3 separate regions of the Rattus norvegicus genome follow, and all the other regions are linked to region 2. The links are chromatin contacts, called in public Hi-C maps. All regions are on one chromosome and are shown on one strand. The core of a region is the stretch at or near the end of the contact, and the rest is flanking DNA. Distances in the headings are between cores, read along the strand shown.

Evidence for each region. A called contact is a pair of places that touch in the nucleus more often than the background predicts.
Region 1: a contact with region 2 is called in a Hi-C map of the A7r5 cell line, with 2.0 times the contacts expected there. The contact joins the enhancer-like site here to the promoter of Zfp36l1 in region 2. A contact is called at or near these places in 1 of 12 Hi-C or Micro-C datasets (the A7r5 cell line) and 1 of 1 datasets of contacts at active chromatin or transcription factors (oligodendrocytes).
Region 3: a contact with region 2 is called in a Hi-C map of psoas muscle, with 9 times the contacts expected there. The contact joins the enhancer-like site here to the promoter of Zfp36l1 in region 2. A contact is called at or near these places in 2 of 12 Hi-C or Micro-C datasets (liver and psoas muscle).

What each region holds. Positions count from the first base shown.
Region 1 is chr6:104,305,812-104,309,810 of GRCr8, forward strand. All of the region lies in intron 8 of Rad51b (RAD51 paralog B), which reads left to right. The region is part of intron 1 of LOC134479408 (a long non-coding RNA gene); the gene reads right to left. Among named protein-coding and RNA genes, the nearest start is that of Atp5pdl1, 120 kb to the right of the region's middle. Within about 2 kb of position 2,255, at least 23 of the 93 cell types and tissues checked have an H3K27ac peak or open chromatin away from gene starts, as enhancers often do. A contact at or near this core is called in the A7r5 cell line, where this site is marked.
Region 2 is chr6:104,667,324-104,670,890 of GRCr8, forward strand. It overlaps Zfp36l1 (zinc finger protein 36, C3H type-like 1), which reads right to left and starts at 1,367. Exons shown (of 2, transcript NM_017172.2): 1 at 1,198-1,367. The coding sequence starts at 1,254.
Region 3 is chr6:104,210,380-104,214,209 of GRCr8, forward strand. It overlaps Rad51b (RAD51 paralog B), which reads left to right. Exons shown (of 11, transcript NM_001399175.1): 8 at 1,093-1,189. Among named protein-coding and RNA genes, the nearest start is that of Atp5pdl1, 220 kb to the right of the region's middle. Within about 2 kb of position 1,267, at least 11 of the 93 cell types and tissues checked have an H3K27ac peak or open chromatin away from gene starts, as enhancers often do.

The sequences.
Region 1 (3,999 bases), core at 1,005-3,504, 360 kb before region 2:
TTAGGCTTCCAGAAGGTTCCCAAATTGATCCCTGAGTCACTAGAGAAATCAGATACTTGGGACCCCTTTTTTTTCTCCATGACTTCTCTAAGTTTCTGCGTAACTCACTCTGGTATCTGCTAATGTGTTAGAGATTAGGAATTGCTCAAATCTGAAAGTGCTTTGTTGGAATCTCTGTTCAAGTCCTGGCTTACTCTAGACAAATCTGTAAAATGTCCCTCATTTCTCAGATGAATAGCTTCTCCACATCTGTTTGGGATCATAAGAATCCTTACGTAACATTCTGGAACCCTTGAATGAAAAGTTCCTTGGAGTTGCTGACTATTCTTAAAATTCCCTCAACTAGTGTTATGGAAACGTTGTTATGGATGGGGCTGCCAAGCTGGGCTATGAACTAGACTGGAAATGTTGAATGCTGAGAAAGTATCTGGCCATTTATGTTCAAAGCTGTCTTCTTAAACTTCCTAGATGTTTGCATTATAAAATTAACCTGCAGAGGAGTGTGTGTGTGTGTGTGTGTGTGTGTGTGTGTGTGTGTGTGTGTGTGTCTGTGTCTGTGTCTGTGTCTGTGTGTGTCTCTGTGTGTTTCTGTGTGTGTCTTTGTGTCTGTGTATCTGTATGTGTGTCTGTGTGTGTGTCTGTGTTTCTGTGTCTGTGTCTATGTGTGTGTGTTTGTGTGTCTGTGTTTGTGTCTATGTGTATGTGTCTCTGTGTGTGTGTCTGTGTGTATTTCTGTGTATGTGTCTTTGGGTCTGTGTGTCTGTGTGTGTGTCTATGTGTGTGTCTGTGTTTCTGTGTCTGTATGTGTGTATGTGTGTGTGTCTTTGTCTGTGTGTGTCTGTGTGTGTTTCTGTGTGTGTCTTTGTGTCTGTGTGTCTGTGTGTGTGTCTGTGTGTGTCTTTGTGTCTGTGTGTCTGTGTGTGTGTCTGTGTTTCTGTGTCTGTCTGTGTGTGTGTCTGTGTTTCTGTGTCTGTGTGTGTCTTTGTGTCTGTGTGTCTGTGTATGTGTGTCTGTGTTTCTGTGTCTGTGTGTGTCTTTGTGTCTGTGTGTCTGTGTCTGTGTATGTGTGTCTGTGTTTCTGTGTGTGTGTGTGTGTGTGTGTGTGTGTGTATGTGTATGTGTGTGTTTTCTTGCTAAGCCTTCACATGTGGGATCTTCATCCTTTTGTTTTGGATTAGAGAGCTCTTAGAGCATCCTTAGTTCCTGAGGTCAGCTGGATCAAGTAGAGTCAAGTCTGCCTTGTAGGGATGGGAGAAACATTTGACTGAACTGTCCATTAAAGCTTCAGTTTGGGGTTGGGGGTTTAGCTCAGTGGTAGAGCGCTTGCCTAGGAAGCGCAAGGCCCTGGGTTCGGTCCCCAGCTCCGAAAAAAAGAACCAAAAAAAAAAAAAGCTTCAGTTTGTGATCTGAGAGTCCCCCCCAGACACTGCTAGGCATGCTTGAGGACTAGGGTTCAGTGAAGCCTGAAGGGTAGAGAATGTACTGCAGCCAGGGAGTGCTGGAGCCAACCCTGCAAAGATGCAGTCATTACAGGAATTCGCAGAGGATGGATATGAAGAGGCTCTCTAGTCCTGTTTCTTCATTTTCCAGATGGGACCGAAGCCTGAGGAGGCCACAGAGGGAGGCTGGAAATTTATTTTGTCAACCGCTTAGATGTCCTCAGCATTCAGGAGACAGAGGGAAAGATGAGGGCCCCAGTGTGCCAGTGCTGTTTGTAGCTGGATCTGAGGCGCTCTCACCTGGGCTAGCCCAAAGTACCAATGTATTCTTTTCTAATTAGAGATTTTGAGGGGAATCTGTATTTTATCTAATCAGAACTTAGAAATTTGGACTTATGCTAGAATGTCCAGAAAATCAGTTCAGGGGAGATTCACCAGGTATTTCCCCCCAAAATGTGCTATTTGGGGTGGTTAAATATATGAGATTAACCATCATTGACATTAACATGCCACTCCCCCCACTTCTTGTGGTGTTCTTTTTCAAACTTGTGTATGATGACCTCTTTACCTCGCTTTTCAGGTTTTATTACATTTCAGCTATATCTGGTATCAGCTGTTCAATCTGTAGTATGCAGAAATGCTGAAGCTTGCCCTTCCAAAATTCTTCCGGGGTCAACTCCCATTATAGCCTACAGCCAGGAAATGAGAGTGTTTCCAGTTCACTGGGAACCATCTTGGCTTTAAGCAGAAATAGGGTCTGAATCATTGCCTAAGAGAGCTTTGTAGATTGTCACAGTTGGCAGCCTCAAGATTTGAGCTAATCCTGGAAATTCCTTAACTTCCCAGAAAGAAGGTTCCACAAGGTCAGTCTGAGGCCCCTCGAGATTAGATGGAACAGATCTGGCAATCTGTGGCCCTTACAGCTGGACGTGGAGATGAATACAATTCACCCCACCCCCCACCCCCGAAGACACTGGCTTTGAGGGGATCCTTATTCTTCATTGCTTTTACTCTGTACAAAGGAAAGTGTTCTGCAGTCCCTGTAGGAGCAGCAAGCAAACGGCGCAGTTCCCATGGTGAAGGCACAGATCAGGCCAACAAAAACAACCTCATTACTACAAAAATGTGCTTCCTCTGGCAGTTGCATAGTCAGTCCTTTATCTCTGGTCCCTGCAACCAACCACTCCCTCACCCCAAAGCCTCATTCTTTATTATTATCCAAGGTCATTATTCTTGAGGCAGGAGCTGCTTCTACAAACAAATATTGGTTTCACTGTCTTACCTCTCCAGCTCTTTGTTGGATGGTCAGCAGTGCATCATTTAGAAAAAGTAAGTGTTGAAGATGAGAGAGATGAGCTATGGCAGGTTTTCTAAAGGTCCAGGCTTATGGGGCTCAGGCGCCAAATTATAAACTCCTGAAACCTGTGTAATCCAATTTTGATTAACTTGAAGATCAGTGCTTTATTATTATTATTATTATTATTATTATTATTATTATTATTAAAATGAACTTCTGTATAAATGGAAAATTGCCACCACAGGGTACACTGGGCCATTGTTCACATAAGGGGGGGGGGGGGACTGGCAAATCCTCTATCTGGAAAAGCCACATCAAGTCCTGTTGTTCCCAGCCTTCTGATACTTTGGGGGACTTAGTATAAATTCCACAGAATATAGGGTGTGTCTCTGGTTCAATCTGAGGCGCAGTTCATGGCACAGTTTGGCAGCTTTACACTTTAAGTTCTTCCTCTACGGCCCGTTCAGTATCTTCCTGCTCCCCAGGTCTCCATCTCTTTAGGCCTTAATGCACCAGGGCCACCTCTTCACTTTGCCTTGTCACACTTGGCTGCCCTGATGCTTCCTGTCATAGGTGGATGGTGGATGACAAGGAACACTCTGTAAGAAGACAAGGGTGCAAGCCATTTCCAGCTTACGAAAGGAATGAGGCCCAGATGGTCAGAGGGACTAGTGAGCACAGTCATCAGGAACTCCTCATCCATCACATACGAGCGGGAAAAATCCTCCTGTCTAAGCATCTCCTTTCCTAGGGAAGGCACTGCGACTCTGGCTAAGAACTTTGTCTAACCTGAGTGCTGCCATCTGAACGCATCCTCCGTCTCAACTCCTGCCCTTTCCCCCTCCGGCCCAGTGCGAGCCTCCCTCCAGACATGCGGATTTCAAAACAGTGCTTAGGAGAAAACCCCACCCTGTCAGCGGATCAGTTTTACAAGCTGACAAGGGACATGTGCACATTTGGAGTCGGGAGAGTGGCCGAGTTGTACTTCCAGTCCAGCCTCTGCTTTGCTAGCTTCGCTTCTCCTTCCTTTGTCTATTTCCCCTATTGCTGAGGAGAAGATAATGAACCTTTCCACCTATCAGGCTCGCTGGAGTGCTATAAAGAATAATGAGGTGATATTTGTAAAGTGCTTTGAGCCGATGGGAAAGAAGAGGGGGCGAGCTAAGCAGAAAGCATTATGAGCTGGAAGCACTTATCAATTGAGCTGCCTAACAAGGACAGGGAGTAAGAATACTCAGAAATGAGTTCCAGGGACCAGCCCTG
Region 2 (3,567 bases), core at 117-2,616:
GCAAAAGAAAGAGAAATAGATCAAAGAGCGGGCAGCAGGGACGAGAAGGATGGAGTTGCCTAGCTCAGGCAGCCGCCGGGGCAAACAGACTTGGAAAAACGCAGGGAGGGAAAGAAGCCGAAAATGCAAAGTTTTGATGTTGCTCTACTGCTCCGGCAAGGCCCTGCACCCCAACCCTGCAGCCCTGGGGCCTTGGCAGCTGCATCGACAGGAGCAGCAAGCTAGGAAGAGAGCAACATGACCCGACGTGTTTAAGGGAAGGCAAAAACAGTTCAGCAATTAAAAGTAGCCTAGCAGCTTCAGCCTTTCAAATTGGGGGGTTGGGGGATGTAGAGTGGGTAAAAAATTAACAACATCCACAGAGTTGAACATTTCAACCGCACTCTTGGAACATTACGGTTTTAAAAGTTTGTGTTTTGTTTTGCTTTCCGAAAACCTGACTGGCAAACTACCCCATTTTGGCCCTCTTAAATCCTAACTGGCGGGAACTTGAGGTCTGGCAGCATTTTGTTCCCCTATTCCTTAGTCAACGAACCGTAGTGCCTCACACACAGGTAAGCAAACACTTTCAGCCCAAAGTTTGCAGCATGATCGACCAGCTCTCGCGGAGGAAGCCTAGTTCAGCTGGGGCGGACAAACTCCACTACAGAGTCACTTTGCCTACATCTTTTTGAACCTTAAGTTGGTCTTTTTTCTTCGCCGCATTACCTATTAGCCTCCCAAAGCAGACAAGAAAATTCTCCCAGTCACATACCGCCCTAAGTCTTGGTTTTTCCTAGAGACCCCTACGCCACAGGCTAGCAAAAGGTGTTGAGTAACCTCGAACACCTCCAGCGGGCACAGAAAACCCAGAGTGCACACCGTGAAGCCGAACCCATCCGCTTACCCCAGCTCCAGCGGTGCACCATGCAGAAAAGAACCCTTCAAAATTTGTCCCAATCCTAACCACTGTTCCGCACTTCCTTGCCCCGCAAACTGGAGCAGTCGCCCAGAACTTTGCTCCCCGAATTCATATAGAACTTCACCTGGGACCTGAAACTTGGGAGTGAGGACGACATGACCAAATTCCTTCACCATGGAGGGAAACACAAGCAATGAGTCCTTCACTCCCTCTACGCTGTTTCCCCAGACCCAAACTTTTAGTTTCTTTAAGCCCAAGAGAAACTTTCAAAAAGCCAACGCTCCGCCCTACTTTACCTTGCATAAAACTTCGCTCAAGTCGAAAATGGTGGCGGACACGAGGGTGGTGGTCATCGTGGGCGTTCGCACGGGGCAAGGACTAGGATCTGTTGTGTCGTGAAGGTCCCGGTGCGGGGAAGGCGCAGCCTCCGGCTCTCCGGTCAGGAGTCCCACACGCCTGCTCCCGGCGCCCCTCGCCTTTCTGACTCTCCCGGGCTGCGGCGAGCAAAGCCCAATTTATAAGATATGAGGGTTGGGAGGGTGGAAGGAGGAGCTTTAAACTTATTTAAATGAAGAAGAGGAGGTGGAAAAAAAGTTGATTGACACCGAGGTTGAATCAGCCATGCGGTCAAGAGGGAGGGAGGGGGAGGGAGGGAGGAAAGAAACTTTCAAAAGGAAGAAGGGGGAGGGAGACGAGGAAAGAAGGCGGAAAAAAAAAAAAAGCACTCGGAGCGGCGCAAAACTTTTTTTTCTTAAAGAGGAAAAGTTTCGAGTCCGCGGGCTCCGCTCCCGGGCTCTGGGGGCGCCCCTCCCCTGGGCCGAGCCGGGCAGAGGGGGAGGGGGGCCCACCCTTTGTCAGCCTCGCTGCTCGGCTCTGTGACATCACTCATTCCACCCCCTTCTGAGTTCTGGTTGTTGTGTTTGTTGATTTTTTTTTTTTTTTTAAGGGTTGGAAGGCGGGCTCGACTCTCTTCCCCCAACCCCCCTTTCTCTCCTCTCCTCTCTTACTCTTTTTTTCTCTAGCAGGAGCTGAAGCTGGTCCCGAGCGGGCCAGGGCTGCGGTTTCCATCTTGAGCTAGTGTCCCTTGAAACTTCTCCAAGTTCCCGCACGACTTACCGTCTCCTGACTTCCCTGTCCACACCCGGCTACCCATCGCAAAACGAGCCGGGAGAGGAGTTTAGGAATGCGGAGCACCCCAAATGTTCGAGTCAAGAGTTTTATGTTTGTTGTTTCCCACCAATGGGAAAGAGAAGTAGGGGTGACCAGAGAAACTTTTCCTCCCGGAGAGCCCAGCCTGGCGGGGGCGAGAGCAGCAGGATTTTGCGCGCAGCGCTCGTGTACACGCGTGCTGGCCCGCAGCCTGCGCTGGCCCGGTAGGGTGGGGGCACCGTGGACTAGACCACTGCCTGGGCAGAATTCTTTTAGACAGACCTAGTTGGGGCGTCTCGTTCACACAACCGATCTTTAAACTTGCTACTACAGAAAAATCCAGATTTTCATGGGCGCCCCTTGAAAATAAAAGAGCAACAAGTCACTTTCCGCGCGCGCTTTGAATTCGGGCTACCTCCTCCACACATCCCCGAATGTTAAAAACAAGGGGAAAGAAGTTACTTTGGTAAGAAGGAAGGTAGAGGTGGGGGAAGCGACACTTTTAACTTCTTGCTGCTCTCCCGCCCCCACGCGAACGGAACATATGGCTTGTCACTATGCCCTGTTTGGGGGTGCCAAGCAATAAGACCCACGGAACCCAATGGCCTTCAATGAATTATACCGCCCTTTAAAACCGCGAACTATGTGTTTATTTACTATTAGGTTTGGCTGCCTCCCACCGGCACAGGCTCGCGTGCTGCAGTGGAGACCCGGGCGGAAATCGCGGGCCGCGCCGCCCAGGCCTCGCACGTTTCTTCCCAGCATTCGAGGCCGCCGGGTCTGTTATGAAACCCGGTGAGCCGAGTGGCTACGAGCGAGTTCCATTGCGATGTAATTAGGTCACCCCATTACAAGTACGTTTCTCTGGAAAGGACGGAGCGGGCGGAGCGGAGCGTTCGAGGCGCACCACCCCTTACACACACGCACACTTTAAAAAAAAAAACAAAACTTTATTTATCGCCAGCTTCTGGGCAAACCCAGGGAAACCATCCAAATCACAACTGTTTTAGAAACAAGTTTTTTTTCTTTTAACTTTGCGAAACACGACTTTTGCTGCAGCCCACGAGCCTAACATTAATTCCCCGCGGAGTCTCTGCTTGATTCGTCTCCAGTGACTTGAATTGATGGCTCCCCCATTTTTAACACGGCTGCTGCCCCTGGGTTTTGGTGCTGCTGCTGTCCAGCCGCCGGTTGCTTCCCTCCCCCGCTCCCATTTTTCATCTTTTCTTGAAATCTGGCAAGCGGCAAGAAGGGAAATAACTTCCATCCACCTTAATTTAAATCATTCGGGTTTGTAGGTTTCTTTTTAAAGGGATGTTTGCTCGGTCCCCTCCCCAGTTCCAAGGGGGTTGATGTGTGCGCGCGGATTTCGTGCCGTTTCTCGGTGATGAGGTAATGAGTTCCAGATTTCGGGACAGAACAGGGTGCGTTAAAACCACAAGGTTAGACTGAGTCCTGATGTGAAGCTATTTCGGCTTTTCATTCCGCACGACCCGCCCGGCTGGTCTAAACTCCCG
Region 3 (3,830 bases), core at 17-2,516, 460 kb before region 2:
CAGAGGTGGAGTAGAAAAGCTGGATTACGTGGAAACCTTTCAATGTAGCTAGATATAGAGCACTGGGCTAGCATTCACAAAGCCCTGGGTTCAATCCCAGCACCACAAGAGATTTTGAAAAGGAGGTTATTTTGTTCATGTCAAGATGGCAAACCTGTAAGGTAGCCCTCACAGCAGGTTAAGACGGTTCTATTAGGTACACATGCCAAACACTGAATTGTGCACACGGGGATGTTTCCTTCAGGTGACCAACAAGTTTCCTTCAAGTGTCAGAAGTTTCCTTCTCGTGATGGAAACCCTACACAGAACCTTTGAAAATGATTGCGTTCTTGGAATTTTCTAATAAGAGGATCTTCGTTTTATTCTCTCTCTCTTTACATTGTTTAACAATAGATTTTATTAGTGGAAATTTTTAAGGAAAAGTAAGTTTTCGACTTACTAAATATAAAAGCATTGTATAACATTGGATGATGGGAGCTACATAGTTTAGAGTCTTTTCCAGGAATTTTAAGTGCTGCAAACTTTATTTTTTAGTAAAATTGTGTTAACTTATGTCTTAAATGTATAGCAAAACTACACTTCTTTTGCTACATCAACTAATTTAAAAGGAACCTGTGTCCTTTTAGAGACAAGTCTTATTCCTGATTCACAAATTTGGAAATAAAACTGTCATTGTGGGTATCGGGAAGAAGCCACTGACCTCCAAATGTTAAACGATGACTTTAAAATCGGTGCCAGCAATGTCTTAGATTTGGGAAGCAGTTTTCAAAATCGGTACTTTATAAAATGTGCACGGTGCTTCTTCATTCCGCTTTGCTCTCTGCATTTAGCTAAGACTGTAACACTTCTCAGCTTGCTGGGCATCTGAGACGAATCCACCAGCCATAAGCTGAGGAAAGCCCACCTACTTCTGCTTTCTGGGCCTTGAATAGCTACAGGCCCTGCCTGAAGATATGCTGGTGAGGGTTCAGCAGGGGTTTGCCTACCTGGCATATCACTCTTCTCCTAAACCACAGCCTGCCTTTTGATGGCTCTAATAATTAATTTGGTCTTCTCTCTTTCTTCTCCCTTCCCCCTCCTGTCTGTTCACAGGTTATCTTGACGAATCAAATTACGACCCATCTGAGTGGAGCCCTCCCTTCTCAAGCAGACCTGGTGTCTCCAGCTGATGATTTGTCCCCGTCTGAAGGTAAAGGATCTGTCCTGGGGAGACTGAAACTTGACACTGACTTACAGACTCCTGCCTCCTGTTGAGAGCTAGGAGACATGGCTGGCTACTGGACTCTGGTCAGTGCTGCTGCCTGGAGCCTGGTGATTTAGGCTTGGACATCTTGCAAGGCAGCTGATCTATTCTTGTCTTTGGCTGTCTCTGAGTTTCCTTTGAGGTATCTTCATACCTATCCATCATGCCCCCATGGATGGAGTCTTGTTATCCCTCTGCAGTGCCCCACTTACCAGTTGCTGACTGTTTCTGAGACCGATACTCCAGCATCTCCTTTCCTGGTGGTCCCGTGATGACCTCACCTTTTCTTTGTACTGAGCTCCTCTGGACTGTCTAAAAGTGTGCAGTCGTTCCATGTGCAGGCAATGTGACATTCCCAATCAGCTTTCCAGAAGAAGTATGACAAAGTCTCCACGGGGTGAATCCACCCATTTTCTCTGCCACCTCCTAGCTAAGGTCAGACTAGCTGGGAATTTGAAGGCAGTGAGCCTTGAGTAGTTGGGGGAACTACATCAGCAGCCAAAAGGTGGTTTCTAATTTTGTTGGAAGTCCTCCCTTGACATTTCTGGGCTCTTCTAGTTGCCGTTGAATTTGGGGTATGGCACTATGGGCCTGAGTAGACATACACAGTCCTTCTAGTCCATTTTCCCTTTCTACTTTCTGAGAATTGGTCATGATGGAAGACAGGGGACTTTCAGTCCTGGTGAGGCTCCTGAGTGCCTGGCCAGGTAGGCTTCCTGGATCAGCACCACCTTATTCTCAGCCTGGAAGCCCCATGCGTCTGCTTCTTGGTGTTGTCTTTAGAGTGAAAACTTCCTTCTTCCCAAGCAAGACCTTCAGGCTCCAAGACTGCCTCTTGAATAGAGAAAGTCTCCTGGCCCATACAATTGGTCTCGCTCTCTTCCTCCTCTATGCCTTCTCTACCTTCTCAGCTATGTAAAGAAATGCTCTAAGGTTAACTTGGTAGATCTTGCTTTCTGCTTCTAGAGATTAAATTTAGGGCCACATGCATGTTTTAACAGCAAGCCCTTTACCACCCACTGGAATAAATCCAGCTTAAACTCCTGGATTCTCAGAGACACACACTATGCTGTATTCTTTGTGTCTTCATCTTTTATCTCAGTGACCAAGAAAGGTTGTAGGCATACTGTGAGCAATAAGTAGATATTAAATGATTTCCAATGAAGATACTGACTCTGCCATTTATGTCATTAAAAATCGTTATGACCACACACACACACACACACACACACACACACACACCCCACAGGCACCACATACATAATATACAAAAACACACTCAAATACCATATATGCACTTATCACACACACAATACAACTACATAATATACAACGTGCAAACACACACACACCTACAATATATGAACACATCACACATACACACAATACATATATACACATTATACACAAACATACTCACAAACCATACATACACACACACACACACACACACACACACACACACACACACACACACTTGTTCAGCTCTGAGGAAACCGGAAGAAACTATCTTCCTTCTTTATTTGGAAATAAGTGGATTTCTTTTTCTTAGTTTCCTGCTTCATATTAAGGAAAGAAGTAGAACAAAATGGAGGGGGAAGAAATGGCCTCGGACTCTAGTGTAACGGCAACAGGAAATGATAACAGCAAAGGGAGTTCCTAACTCCTCCTTAGGTAAATAACTCTTCCTGACTATGAAACCCTAGTGGGATTGAAGCAGTTGGGGGTTTGTTGGTTTGTTCTGTTTTTTTAAGATATTTTTCTTGTATAGCTGAATAGGTAAAGAGGACATGGGAGTGTTTTTCTCAAAGTCTAAAATGGAGTTACTTACCAGCAAGTTAAAATGAACAGATTTTGGCTGGGGAAAACACTTGCCTAATACTCGTGAGACAGTGACAGTCTGTCCCGAGAACTTCAAAGAGGTGGGGGTCATTTCTTAGAACATTCATTCCTGATCAAATATATTGCAATGGTCCCTAAGTTCCTATGAGAGAGGTGAGAAATATATGGCACAAGATAGGATAAACTGCTTGTGGTTTCAGTCCTTTACTTGGTCACCGTTGCCTATGCGCTAACTAATGCCCATGGGCAAACTCTTCGCCACTTTAGACATTAGTTTCTTCTTCTGCCTGATGTTAGTTTGAAGAAGTACAGGATTGCTTGAGTCTCTTGCAGTCCTGACTGGGTGAGATGGGTCTGCAGATGGGAAGCACCCAGCCACGGGTGACTCTTCTGTTTCCCAGAGTAAACCTGTAATGGATTTCAGCTGCAGAACAGAGGCCCTTGCTTAAACAGTGTTCGCTTGAAAACAGTTGTGGGGTGAGAGCATGCAGCCAAGAGCAGCCAGCAATAAAATGATCTGGGTTGACCTGAGAAGAGCACCCAGCGGGGGTTGATCCGGGAAATGAAGTCCCTTCTGCTCTGCTGCAGAGAAGGGAATACAAGTGACCTGGTCCAACTGAGCCAACTCTTCTACCCAAGCTGATCCTGTGCTATTAATATCTGCCAGCTGCAAGCCCAGAGCATCCCCTGCTGAGATCAAAGGAGCCCCTATCTTAGCTGGAACAAGGTCATCTGCACAGGGCTA